Linked DNA regions of Gossypium hirsutum: region 2 is linked to region 1. Evidence: chromatin contacts called from public Hi-C data. All regions are on one chromosome and are shown on one strand. The core of a region is the stretch at or near the end of the contact, and the rest is flanking DNA. Distances in the headings are between cores, read along the strand shown.

Region 1 (6,396 bases), core at 1,694-4,193:
CCTGACACACTTTCACTGCCAATAATCTTTACTATGGAATATAAAATGATCTCATTTTTCTTGGTTTTATAGAATTTTTTTCATAGAGAATTATTGTATGTATTGCACTACCAACAATTATTCTTTACCGTAAGAACAAGAATATTGTACATAATGCAATACATAATAGAGATTTTTTTTTGTCTTTATTCAAAATTTTAGAGGCTATCCAAAGGGATGAAATATGTGTTTATCTAAATCAAGTTATCTAATTCTATTGCTTGAATCTAAATCAGGTTATCTAACTCATTAACATCTTCTTTTTATTTTCCTTTACATAAAAAGTATGAACAAATAGAGATAAATTGAGTTGATGCTTTATTAATGGTCATTGCTTACAAATTGATGAGTTATTATTATTTTGCTAATCACTTGATGGTGTTTATATTATTTTGTATTTAAATTTGGGATGTTAAATATGTATGGCTACGAAAATGAATGATCAAAATTCACTATCAGTTCTTGTACTTTAGCAAGGTTTCAAATCATGCTACCATAGTTAATCATATATGTATTTAAAAATTGATTCTATTTGTTTTATATTAATTGAGTTTTTACGATTTCAGGATTTCAATTTTCATGAGAATGGTTAGTTCGAACACTCCAATACATATGGAAGATGTATTTAATGAATATGAAAGTGTTTTCAAATGTCAAAAGTCTACTACTTCAAAGGTGTGGGATGAAATGACAAAGCTTGAATGTGAGAACAAAAACAAGTTGAAGGCACAATGTAATCATTGTAAGAGTATCTTTTGTTGGACAAAATATGTTAGCGAACAAAATAAATAAATAAATATTTATATATAAAATAAATATAAATGGAATAATTTATATTTAATTTATCAAATACGAAAATCAATCAAAACTGTAACAAAAATTAAAATAAAAATGAAGAATAGATATATTACTAAACGTTGAAACCTATGAAACACAATTTTCTTAAGACAGATTCGATCGCCCCCACGGTACTTGGAGAAACGTTGGTCGAATGTCTCCCAGGATACAACAATACAATGATCAAAGCAGCAGCACCTTTGCAGCGATCAACGAACAAACGATGTCTTTTTCTATCATCGAAACGTTTGAAAAATACGAAGAAGAAAAGAAGAGTTTTTTAGAGAAAAAAATTTCGGTGTGAGAGAATTTGAGAGTGTGTAAAATTCTACAGAATTCTTAGCCTTTTATAGGCATTGAGAATGTTGGAATTTTGGAAATTTCCACAAAATCTGCCATTAAGGAGCCAATAAATCAATTTGATTAAAAAATTAAATAAAATTGATTGGAATTAAAAAAATAAGATAAATGTCCTTAAGAAAAATAATTTTGTGTTGGGCTAAATATCCGTAGGCCCACTTTAGGCTAGTTCGAACATTTCGAGTCGCCCACGTCATGTGGGTGCACTCCAACCCCCACTAGTTTGGACTTGCAACCCCCTTACGTGCGAGGCAAGGTTATAAGCTTAATCATTCAATCATCCTTTAAGAGGGTTCCCATATATAAACACATCTCATACTTGATATTTAACTAATGTGAGATCAAGCCTTTACTTTTCTTCAACAAATATTTCCAAATAGCTTACTTTGAACATTAATTTCTCATTCACCACTCAACCATTTTGAGCATATGATGTATCGTTGTAAAGGTCTCATGGAGTAAAATATGAAACCATAATTTTATGATTCAACTCTCCACCTTTACCTATTGAGAATATGCCTCAAAGTTCCCATAAAATGCAATTTTTCCAACATCATTTTTTTTTCTAAATTTTTTAGCGAAACCTCTCATTTAAGACGTCATCTAAATAGTTGTTTGAAAAAAATTAATAAGGACATCATTCATTCAATACACCATAGCCACTCAACCATCTTTAGGAGGTGGTTCATCTATAAAAACCTATAAGTTTGATGCTGATGCTGATGAGTGTCATCAAGTTATTTCTACTTTTCTTGTGTGTGGCAAGCATTCATTTAGAATAGTTCAAGAACTGAGATTTAGATACATGATGAGTATTGTTAATCCTAATTTTAATACAATAAAACATTTATTATATTTATGTTAATATTTTTAAAATATAAATATTTTTTAATGAGTTACAAAACATTTATTTTAGCATTTTTAGTGCATTTAGTATATTATATATATTTTAAAAAATATTTTTAAATAAAAACTAATCTAAAATAATCAAATATGAGCAAGCCGGATCGGTTCGAGTTTACCTTTTTTAAATCAAATCGGATTTGGATAAAAATGTAAGCCCATTTTCTAGACCGATTAGACTTGAATTAAAAAATTGATCTAAATACATTGTATGGATCTAGCCCAAATTTGATCCAGCCCGATGACCTAAGTTTTAACACTTTTTAGATGAATTAATGTAGTAGACTGATGTGATCATTGGGTACATGTCGATAACATCTAGAAGAAATTATACTGATGTGTTGATTACCATATTATGTTATCCCGGAATTTGACATGTTTTTTAAACTATAATTTATTGATATATTATATATTTTAAATTTTTTATATAAAAATAATTTAAAAAATTTAATATGAACATGCCAAGTCAGATTCGAATTTAGCATTTTTAATTTAGGCTAGATTTAGATAAAATTTTAAGCTTATTTTTTAAATTAAGTTGGACAGTTACCAATCACAAAAATAATAATAATAATGATAGACATTAATGGTGATAATATTAATGGCAAGAACATTAACAAAAACAAATTAATAAAACAATTTCCAAGGGAAGTTAATATAACTATACATATGTTGGCTGGAATGATAAAAATTTTCCTTTATGATCCGATAATGTTTAGGAACTCCAAAAGCGATCATGGAATATTTACAGCTAGATGATCGGTTTATTTATATTTACACTGGAATAATATTGTAATTGTTTTCAATTTTTATCTACCAAAAAGAAAAATGAAGGCAATGAAGTTAAAGTAAGAAAATAATACCCACATACTGGAACCGCGTTGATTAGAAACTACAAGATTTCGGCCGCTCCTGAACCTTCTAAAATCTTGGTCTTTTCCCTTTCTATCGTTTTATTCACTTAAATGAAGATAAATTAAAGGGTAAATTTAAAAATAATTATTTTTGTTTAATTTAGATTATATTTTAGTTATTTATATTATGGTAAAACATAATGTGAAGTAAATAAAAATGAACAAAATCTTTCACTTCTCTGTCAAACTGAACCTTCTGCAAAGCTAACCAAGAGAAGGAGCCTTCTCTTTTGTTTTGAAACCCTAGCCGCCGTGAGCTTTCATCGCCATCAAAATGTCGTCAAGGGTTGTCTCCAACTGTCAACCCTTTTAAGTCGCCCCTCTATTTCTCCTTTTTCAAAACCTTCGATTCGATTTGATTTTGGATTCAAGGCCCTTTCTGTTAAGTTCTTTTTCTCCAGTTCGTTTTTTTCAGGTCACCAAGTGCTCGACGATATTACTCAACGAACAAAACTAGAAGCTGATCATTTTACTCTCTTGATCGGATCACCAACTTTCTTCGGTAAGAGCCTGCTTAATTGGATATGATCTAATATATTATTAAACCAGTAAAAAACTTGAACGATTTAAAATGTGTACTTAAAGATAAATTGCATGATTTAGCTTTTATATGACTGTTTCGGATTAAAAATCGAGTTGATTCTATTAACTCAATTCAAATAATTTGAAATTCGATTTTTTTTCGAATTTTTCGAGTGGAATCGAATTCAATATTAAATTGAAATATGCAGGCAGGGGCCGAAGGGCTTGATTTGTTCTTTTTTACTCTGTCTTTAGTTAATTTGTTCTTTCTAACTTGTAGATATTTCCATGAATTAAAAAAATTATTAATTTTCTGAGCAAAAAGGCTAATAATACCAAGGCATACATCTTTTGCATGGTACATTATTTTAGTTTCTGAAACATAGATTTTGTCAATAGAAACTCAGTAAACTGGTTTTCCCTATACTCAGGTGGGATGCGAAAATGCTAAAAATACACAATTAAAAGCTTGAATATTCAAGATTTTTCTCGAGATGGTTTAATCTGTCAATACTTTTGCAAATTTTGATATGTCTCTATACAAGTAAACATCAAGAGTGAGTTCCTTTTTTATTCCGTTTTTATTTGCATGCATGTGCTTGTGCTTGTGCTTGACCAAGTATCATTTGAAATAAAGATTGACCATTTATGAACTTTGATTTCAGTAATCTCAATAAACCATAGATTGTTTTATTCCTTTTTTATTTACATGCATGTGCTTGTGCATGATCAAGTATCATTAAAAGTCTCTATGCACGATAACTTTGATAAGTCAGATTGTTAATGAACCCTGATCTGCTGCTTTAGAATATTTCTATCTCCATAGATTATTGGGTTCTCCTTGCCTAATTTGTAATTTCCTTGCTTGATGTTGAATATTTAAGATATATGGTCTGTACTATGTAGTTTGATAAAGCTTCTTCAATCTAAGTAAGATCTATTGCTATAATGTAGTAATTATTAGACATGAAGAATTGTGTGCTGTGATGATTTTTTTATTTTGTTACATTCCTTTATATGTAATTTTTTCATTTATCAAATGGACTTGTATCCTTTTCTTTTTTTCTAGGGGTCTGAATAATGGAGTTTTTAACAATGAATTTTTTTTCTATGCAGACTTTTTTTTTTGGTAAAATAAGGGTTTAATTTGTCCTTTTTGACTCTGTCTTTAGTTAATTTGTTCTTTTTAACATGTAGACAAGTGATCCAATTCCTAGTCGTCATATAATCATGTTTAAAAACTTTAAATAAAAATATTTTTTAAAAAATTACATAAAAATAAATAACATCAGTCATTGTTTTAATTTAACTCGAACAATTGTATTCAATTCAATTTGAATAACATCTCACTTGACTCGATTCGTAAAAATTTCAAATCAAGTTAGGATGATAAAATAGGATTTGAAAACTTGATTAACTCGAAAATTTTCCATTCGATTCAATTCGGTCGAATGCTCACCCCTAGTGAGAGTTTTCTTTTATCATATTTGACTAGTAATAGTGGCTTATTTTTTAAAAAATCCAATGTACTCATCTTTTGCTTTGATATTGTTAATAATGTAGCAAAAGAAGGTTTCTCTTTTGAGGATGTCGACAGTGTTTGAAGGGGGGCTTCAATCTGTCCTTTGATTGACTTGGCCATTCATATCGACGCAAGGTATCTCTCTACAATCTCATGATTTTGTTTGGAATAACATTGATGTGTGTTGTTTTATTTGATTATTGTTTCTTGTGTGCATGACTGTTAATGTTTATTTGGTCGTGTGTATTCCCCTCATTGAGTGTGTTAGTAATAAGTTGGGAAAGTCAAATCCATCAAGTGAAGGAAAAACTAGTTTGAAAGTAGTCGTTGAAGTCCCTTTTAGTTGAATGGGGTAAGGATAAAGTAAATAAAAAAAGGGAGAAAGTAAAACATAAAAAGAAGTTTTGAAAGTTGTTTTAAAAAATAAAAGAGATAAGGTTATTTTTGTTTATTGTTTTTTTTCATTAAAATGACTATAAATGAAACCCAACTGTACATTAATATAGCTCTCCAAATGACCAGTAAACAATAAAGGGAAACTGATTTTATTTTTATTATAATTTAAAATTCTTAAACTGTTCTTTGTGATTTTTGAAATCCCCTGCTTCATAGGAGACTGATTTCAGGTATGAATCTTTACTTCAACTTTGTCATTTGCCTTTTCATCTCTGTTTTTAGTTTCAGATCTATGCTTCTTTACTTGTATTTCAGTGGATTTTAGTTTCAGGTCTCAGTCTGGTTCTTGTTTTTGTTTGTTTATTGTCTAGTATATGTTATATATTTTCGGATTGCTTGTTTGCCTCTGTTTAAGATGGTTGTGTTATGGTCTATTTGTTTTGTAATTTCTGCTTAGCAGAATACTGTTGGGGGTTGGGATTTTGTTGGGTCTTGCGGCGTGGTAGTTTTTGGGCTTTTCTGCCTGGGTATATGGGTTTGGAGACTGAATCATGGGTGTGGGTTTTGTGGGCTTTAGGCATGGGTTGGGGGGCTGGGGTTTGGGGTTTTTCAAGTAAAACAAAAATTAAAAATACCTAAATGAAAAGTAAAAAAAAAAAAATTACTACGATACCTTCACACTGGATTTAGGTTTAAGCAGGCTTTTTCAAGTCGAGAATGCACAGATCGTTGGTTCGGCCATTCATGGGGGTGCGTGGGTTTTCCTCAACCTCCAAGAAAATTGTGGCGTCGGTACTGTTCGAGAGGTTACCTGCCATTATTCCCAAATTGGATCCTGTGGTTTATGCTTTTCAAGAGTTTTCGTAAGTTTTCATTCTCGTGAGAAAATCTGGGATCTAGGAT
Region 2 (5,627 bases), core at 526-3,025, 560 kb before region 1:
CCAAAAGCTGCACTGGCGCCAGAAAACATTAACAGCAGAGGAATCTGTCAAAAAAGATCATAGAATTAAATTAAGTGAGCTTTAAGAAGATAAAAATAAAAGTTCTCTACCAGCCATGAAAAGGGGAAAATATGTTTGAGATTTGTCGCAGATTGAAAGGATTGGAAATGCAATTTAGAACAAAGAAATGGCATACCCCAGTTACAAAAGGGAGCCACTTAGGTCCCTTGATGTGATTCTGAAGGAAAGGGATCCCTGAAAATAAAAAACCGTAAGAGATGTGCACACAAAAGTAAAAGTCAGTGAAGACAAACGGAGTCCAATAATACCAGTATTAAAGCCATGTACTGCACTAAGCATTCCCCCGATACCAGAGCCAGCCTATTTGAAACAGAAAATGCAACAAATGTTGTAATAATCAACAATCTTTCGGCACATTAACTTAAAATTATGGTAACTTTAGGATTGTGATCCATACTATCTCATTCAAAACGTGAATTTTTTGGACAAGATTTCAATTTGGTGATCTTGCCATACTCTGAGCTGTTCTTGAAAGGCATAAGAATCTAAATGCCAAATGATTCCACACTGAATTAGAGCAAGAAGCAGCTTAATAGACTAGACTAAAAGTAACCGTAGTTTTTTACTATCTCTGAGAAACATACAACTTGAAAAGAGCTAGTGCTACAATTCTCAATTACTGCACATACTTTAACAGTACAAATAACATTATTTAAGTGTTCGAACATATCAAAATCACATACATTGATTTGATAATGATATCAGAAGATAGCATCTAATGATTCAGTTACGCAAACAATTTTTTTTTCAAACTTCAAAAGGCATGTTTCTACTTGCATTGACAGTAGAAACCCTATGTTACAAGGATTGGAATGGGTGTCAACTATATGTATATATCCAACAAACATATATTCATATTCTAAAGTTGTCTTTTTTTTCTTTCTCTGTTACCAAGAAAAATAAACCATTGGAGCTCCACCTTGAGGAGGTAGCAGTCTCACATCCCACAAATCCCAAAATCTGTCTCCTCAAGATTTAAACACGAAATCTCCAGATTGAATATATATATTTGAGGCCAGTAAAACTGTATATTCCTAATAGACATAAAAGGTTAATCATGGTAAAACTTGGTAACTAGTCTAAGCTAGGATATAATAGTTTTGAAAACTCATCTAAAAGTTTACAGCTTTCCAGGATGAAGATAAAAAAAACCATGAAACTTCTAGTAAGCAAAAGGGCCAATTATACCATGCAAGTAGCCCTAAACTACAAATTAGAGCATTGGGGGGTTATTATTTATGTTTCTTCCAACAAGTAAAACAAAAGAGGGAGAAAAGAAACGGACCACTGCAGTGGCATCCTCCAAAACTGAAGTAATTGTCCATTCAGCTTTGTCCTGCAAAAGAATTACAAATTAATAAAAGAAAAACAAAATTCAATAGTTAAAACCTTGAGAAAAAAAGAAAAAAGAAGAATAGAGATGAAGGGATTACGGAATCAGGGTGTAAGAGAGAAAGGCAACGAGGACAACGAGCGGAACCTAAGCCAGGGTTGATGGTTGGATCGTGGTGCAGATTTCCATTCCTTAGCTTTTCCTCATATACTTCTCTTGTCCCCATTCTTCCAATCTCCCAAAACCTCTTTTCTTTCCTTTTTTCCTCACAATCTGATTTCTCCGAACGAACACAAAACTCAGGAACCCCACAACAGAACAGAACTCTTTCGATCTTTTTGTTGCATCTAAAGACAAGATATGGGCCGAACCTCTTTCCATAGAGAAGTGTTTATTTAGATTCCTTGGGCCAGTTACTTTGTCATCGGATCGGGCTAGAAGTTTGAAAAAAAATTTATTCAATTACTATATATTTTTGGAGGAGAAACTAGAGAAAGTACTAGAGAAAAGAATCAACATCAATTAGATCCATTTATGGGCTGAGTTAGGCCCGACCAAAATGTTAAGCCTGATTGATAGGCTCAGTCTAACTCAAAAATGACATAAATTTATTTTTAAATTTAGTTTAAATTATATATGTTAAACCCAAATTAAACTTCACTCGACTTATTTTTTTTAAAAAAAATATTTTATTACACAAAATAAATTTAAAAAAATATAGTATATCAAATACACTATAAACTTAAAAAAATTATTAACTTGCCTCTTTTATCTTGTTTAAGCAAATTTATAATTTTTTTTTAACTTACCTCTTCTATTTAAAAATTAAAAATTAAATTACTTAGTAAATGAATTATTTCTCTTTAAAATATGATATAAAAACCCACCCACCCCACAGTTCAACACTAATATATATACATCAAAACCAATTTTAAACAGGCAACAATTATGTAACATGAAGCAGTTCAAAAACGGAGAAAGAAGAGTTAAAATAGTGAATTTTTACACAGCGAAAACAGATAAAGATTTCATATGAATGAAGTAACTATTATATTAAGCAGAAAATGAAAAATCCTCCAAGCTGGACTATGTTTATGATCATGCACATGCTTCATATCGCCACAGCAAAAAGTGACAAACCAAACATTAGCTAAAAAACTTATACATGCACATTAATTGTAACACCCCAATCCCGTATCCGTCGCCGGAATAGATAAAGGGGCATTACCAGTCTTGAAACTCATATCAGAACAGTAAATTTTTTATTTTTTTTTGAACATTCCTTTAGATAAGTACTAAAGACAGTTAGGGATACAATTTAAACTTCTATAAGTACACATTCAAAAGATGCCATTTTCGCATAGCTTATATACATTAACCAAAATATCCTCTCACTACTAGTCTATTCTATACATGCCATAAGATAATCCAAAACGTAGCAGTACCAAACAGTGGATAGTGATAGTGTGACTAGTTGCTGATGATCCCGGAACCTGTAGCTTCCAAATGAGATCTATAAAACAGAGGAAACAAAGTACACGGAGTAAGCATTATAATGCTTAGTAAGTTTTAAGCAGTGTCAACAGATAACAATCAAATTATAACATAGTTGTTCGTATTTTTATTTCACTCTTCCTTCGGGCATACCATCCCTTTACCGAATATGCACATCTCATCATATATAATAGGCAGATAAATTCTCACTTGATAGTGACCTCTTATGATCATAGGTACATTACATATATATTTTTTTGACTTTCCACATTGACCAAATGCACAATAATCATAGAACAGTCTTATTGCTTTACTCACATGTGCATCACATAACGACCTCTTGATTTAGTCTAAATCAAACTTAAATATAATCTCAAAATACATACCTGACCAACTTAACGCGTTGAACGTATTTATTACCAATTGTTACTGTGAAGTTATATAATCTTACGCTTTACTTGAATCTTCAGCAAAACCTTTAGTTCGGGGCTTACCTGGACAAAATCTCCACACGTAGTCATCGGGTCTTTAGAGCTCGGATATAGTACGAGCACGAAGCCTACGGACATTAATCAGTGATAATATTCTCGCATAAAGCCTGCGGGGTTTTAACCCGGATATAGTACTGACATAAATGCCCTTCGGGACTTATCACATTTATACACTTTCACATCCATCACGTTGGCCACTCGGCCCTATCACATATATACACTTTCACATTCATCACATCGGCCATTAGGCCTTATCACATATATACACTTTCACATTCATCGCATCGGCTATTAGGCCTTATCACATATATACACTTTCACATTCATCACATCGGCCATTAGGCCTTATCACATATATACACTTTCACATTCATCCCATCGGCTATTAGGCCTTATCACATATATACACTTTCACATTCATCACATCGGCCATTAGGCCTTATCACATATATACACTTTCACATTCATCACATCGGCTATTAGGCCTTATCACATATATACACTTTCACATTCATCACATCGGCCATTAGGCCTTATCACATATATATACACTTTCACATTCATCACATTGGCCATTCGGCCTTATCACATATATACACTTTCACATTCATCACATCGGCCATTAGGTCTTATCACATATATACACTTTCACATTTATTCAAATATACTTCACATACCACATATACTATCATGTACAGACTTGGTCTTGGCCGAATCTACATCCATCACTTTCCAATGAATAATTCAATTTTACGCCATACTATCATTTCATATTCGAATACTCATAAACTTACAATATCACGATTTAGAATTCAAGTATGGGTTTAATCAATAGCTTATGAGCAACTAAAACAAGTTTTATCCATGTTTACAACAAAATCACATATTCACTACGAGCTATTTTCCTGAGCAATGGTCACTAAATTATTTATAACCGGAGCTACAAGACTCCAAATCACTTGCCGTTAATTTTCCCTGAATATAGACTCGCATATCTTTCATCCATAAAATTTTCAGAATTTTAGGTTTGGCCAATCAATACCAGATTTTTCTTAAAGTTTCCCCTGTTTCACTGTTTGACTAATCTGACCAGTCTTCACTACGAATCAAAATTCTCATTGTACAGAATTCAAAGTATGTTCTATTTGATTTCATTTGAAACTAGACTCATTAAGGAGTCTAAGCATATAAATTTTATCTTGTAACCATTTTTGTACAAATTATAGTGATTTTCTTAAAACAGAACAGGGGATTTCGGAGTCATTCTGACACCGTCTCACACAACTTTAAATATCTCTTTATAGGAAATTCCTTTGCTTACACGGTCTCTTTTATAAGAAACTAGACTAATTAAGCTTTGATTGTATATTTTATTCAGCCTATAATTCCACACCAAACATTTATAGTGATTTTCTAAAATCACGTTACTGCGGCTGTCCTGAGCAAATTATTATAATTTGCTCTTAAATTTCCAAGTCCAAACACTTAGGAACTTACCATTTGAGTTTAAGACATATCATGGCCACATCATATCTTATTAAATCAACTCATTATATCCTATTATAGTTGAATTTACTCAACATTTAGTCACTTAAAACTTACCTCGGATGTGGTCGAACGATTTCAGCGGCTATTCGATCACTTTTTCCCTTCCCTTATCCAACTTTGGTCCTCTAAGCTCTTGAGCTTAATCTATACATTCACCATAGCCGAATGCCCTAGCTTCATTTCCATTTTCTTTTCTTTATGGTTTTCGGCAAAAATGCAAGAAAGGATGGATGTAACTTTGTTTTTATCACCATCTTCTATTATATTTCATTTTAATAAGCCAATTACTAAATTAATCTTTGTAATTTAATATCAAAACCTTTTAAATGGTGGTCCATTACCGTCCACTTACCTATGTAGTGGCCAAATATCATTTAATAATTATATTTCTTCTTTCTTTCTCAACATTTGGCAAGCACAAGGCAAGGATGTATGGCTTCCCCTTTTTTTATTTTAAAATTTAAACCATTAACTATTATAATATAATATATAATGCATATATGGCTATTCAACCATCATCATGGCCGGCCACTTACATAAAAATGGGGAATTTGACATGCAAATCCCCATATTTTAAGCCATGCAATATTTGACCACTACACTTCAACCTACCACAATTTTAATATTTTTCACATAAGTCCTTTTTAACTAAATTCACATAAAAATAATCAAATTAATGC

The links. A called contact is a pair of places that touch in the nucleus more often than the background predicts.
Region 2: a contact with region 1 is called in a Hi-C map of leaf, with 3 times the contacts expected there. The contact joins the promoter of LOC121203633 here to the promoter of LOC107948228 in region 1. A contact is called at or near these places in 10 of 34 Hi-C or Micro-C datasets (callus, hypocotyl and leaf).

What each region holds. Positions count from the first base shown.
Region 1 is chrA04:21,690,887-21,697,282 of Gossypium_hirsutum_v2.1, reverse strand. It overlaps LOC107948228 (54S ribosomal protein L17, mitochondrial), which reads left to right and starts at 2,943. Exons shown (of 9, transcript XM_041111035.1): 1 at 2,943-3,122; 2 at 3,455-3,555; 3 at 5,139-5,232; 4 at 6,194-6,356. The coding sequence starts at 6,211.
Region 2 is chrA04:22,255,062-22,260,688 of Gossypium_hirsutum_v2.1, reverse strand. It overlaps LOC121203633, which reads right to left and starts at 1,775. Exons shown (of 6, transcript XM_041111364.1): 1 at 1,515-1,775; 2 at 1,367-1,417; 3 at 330-381; 4 at 197-255; 5 at 1-44. The coding sequence starts at 1,640.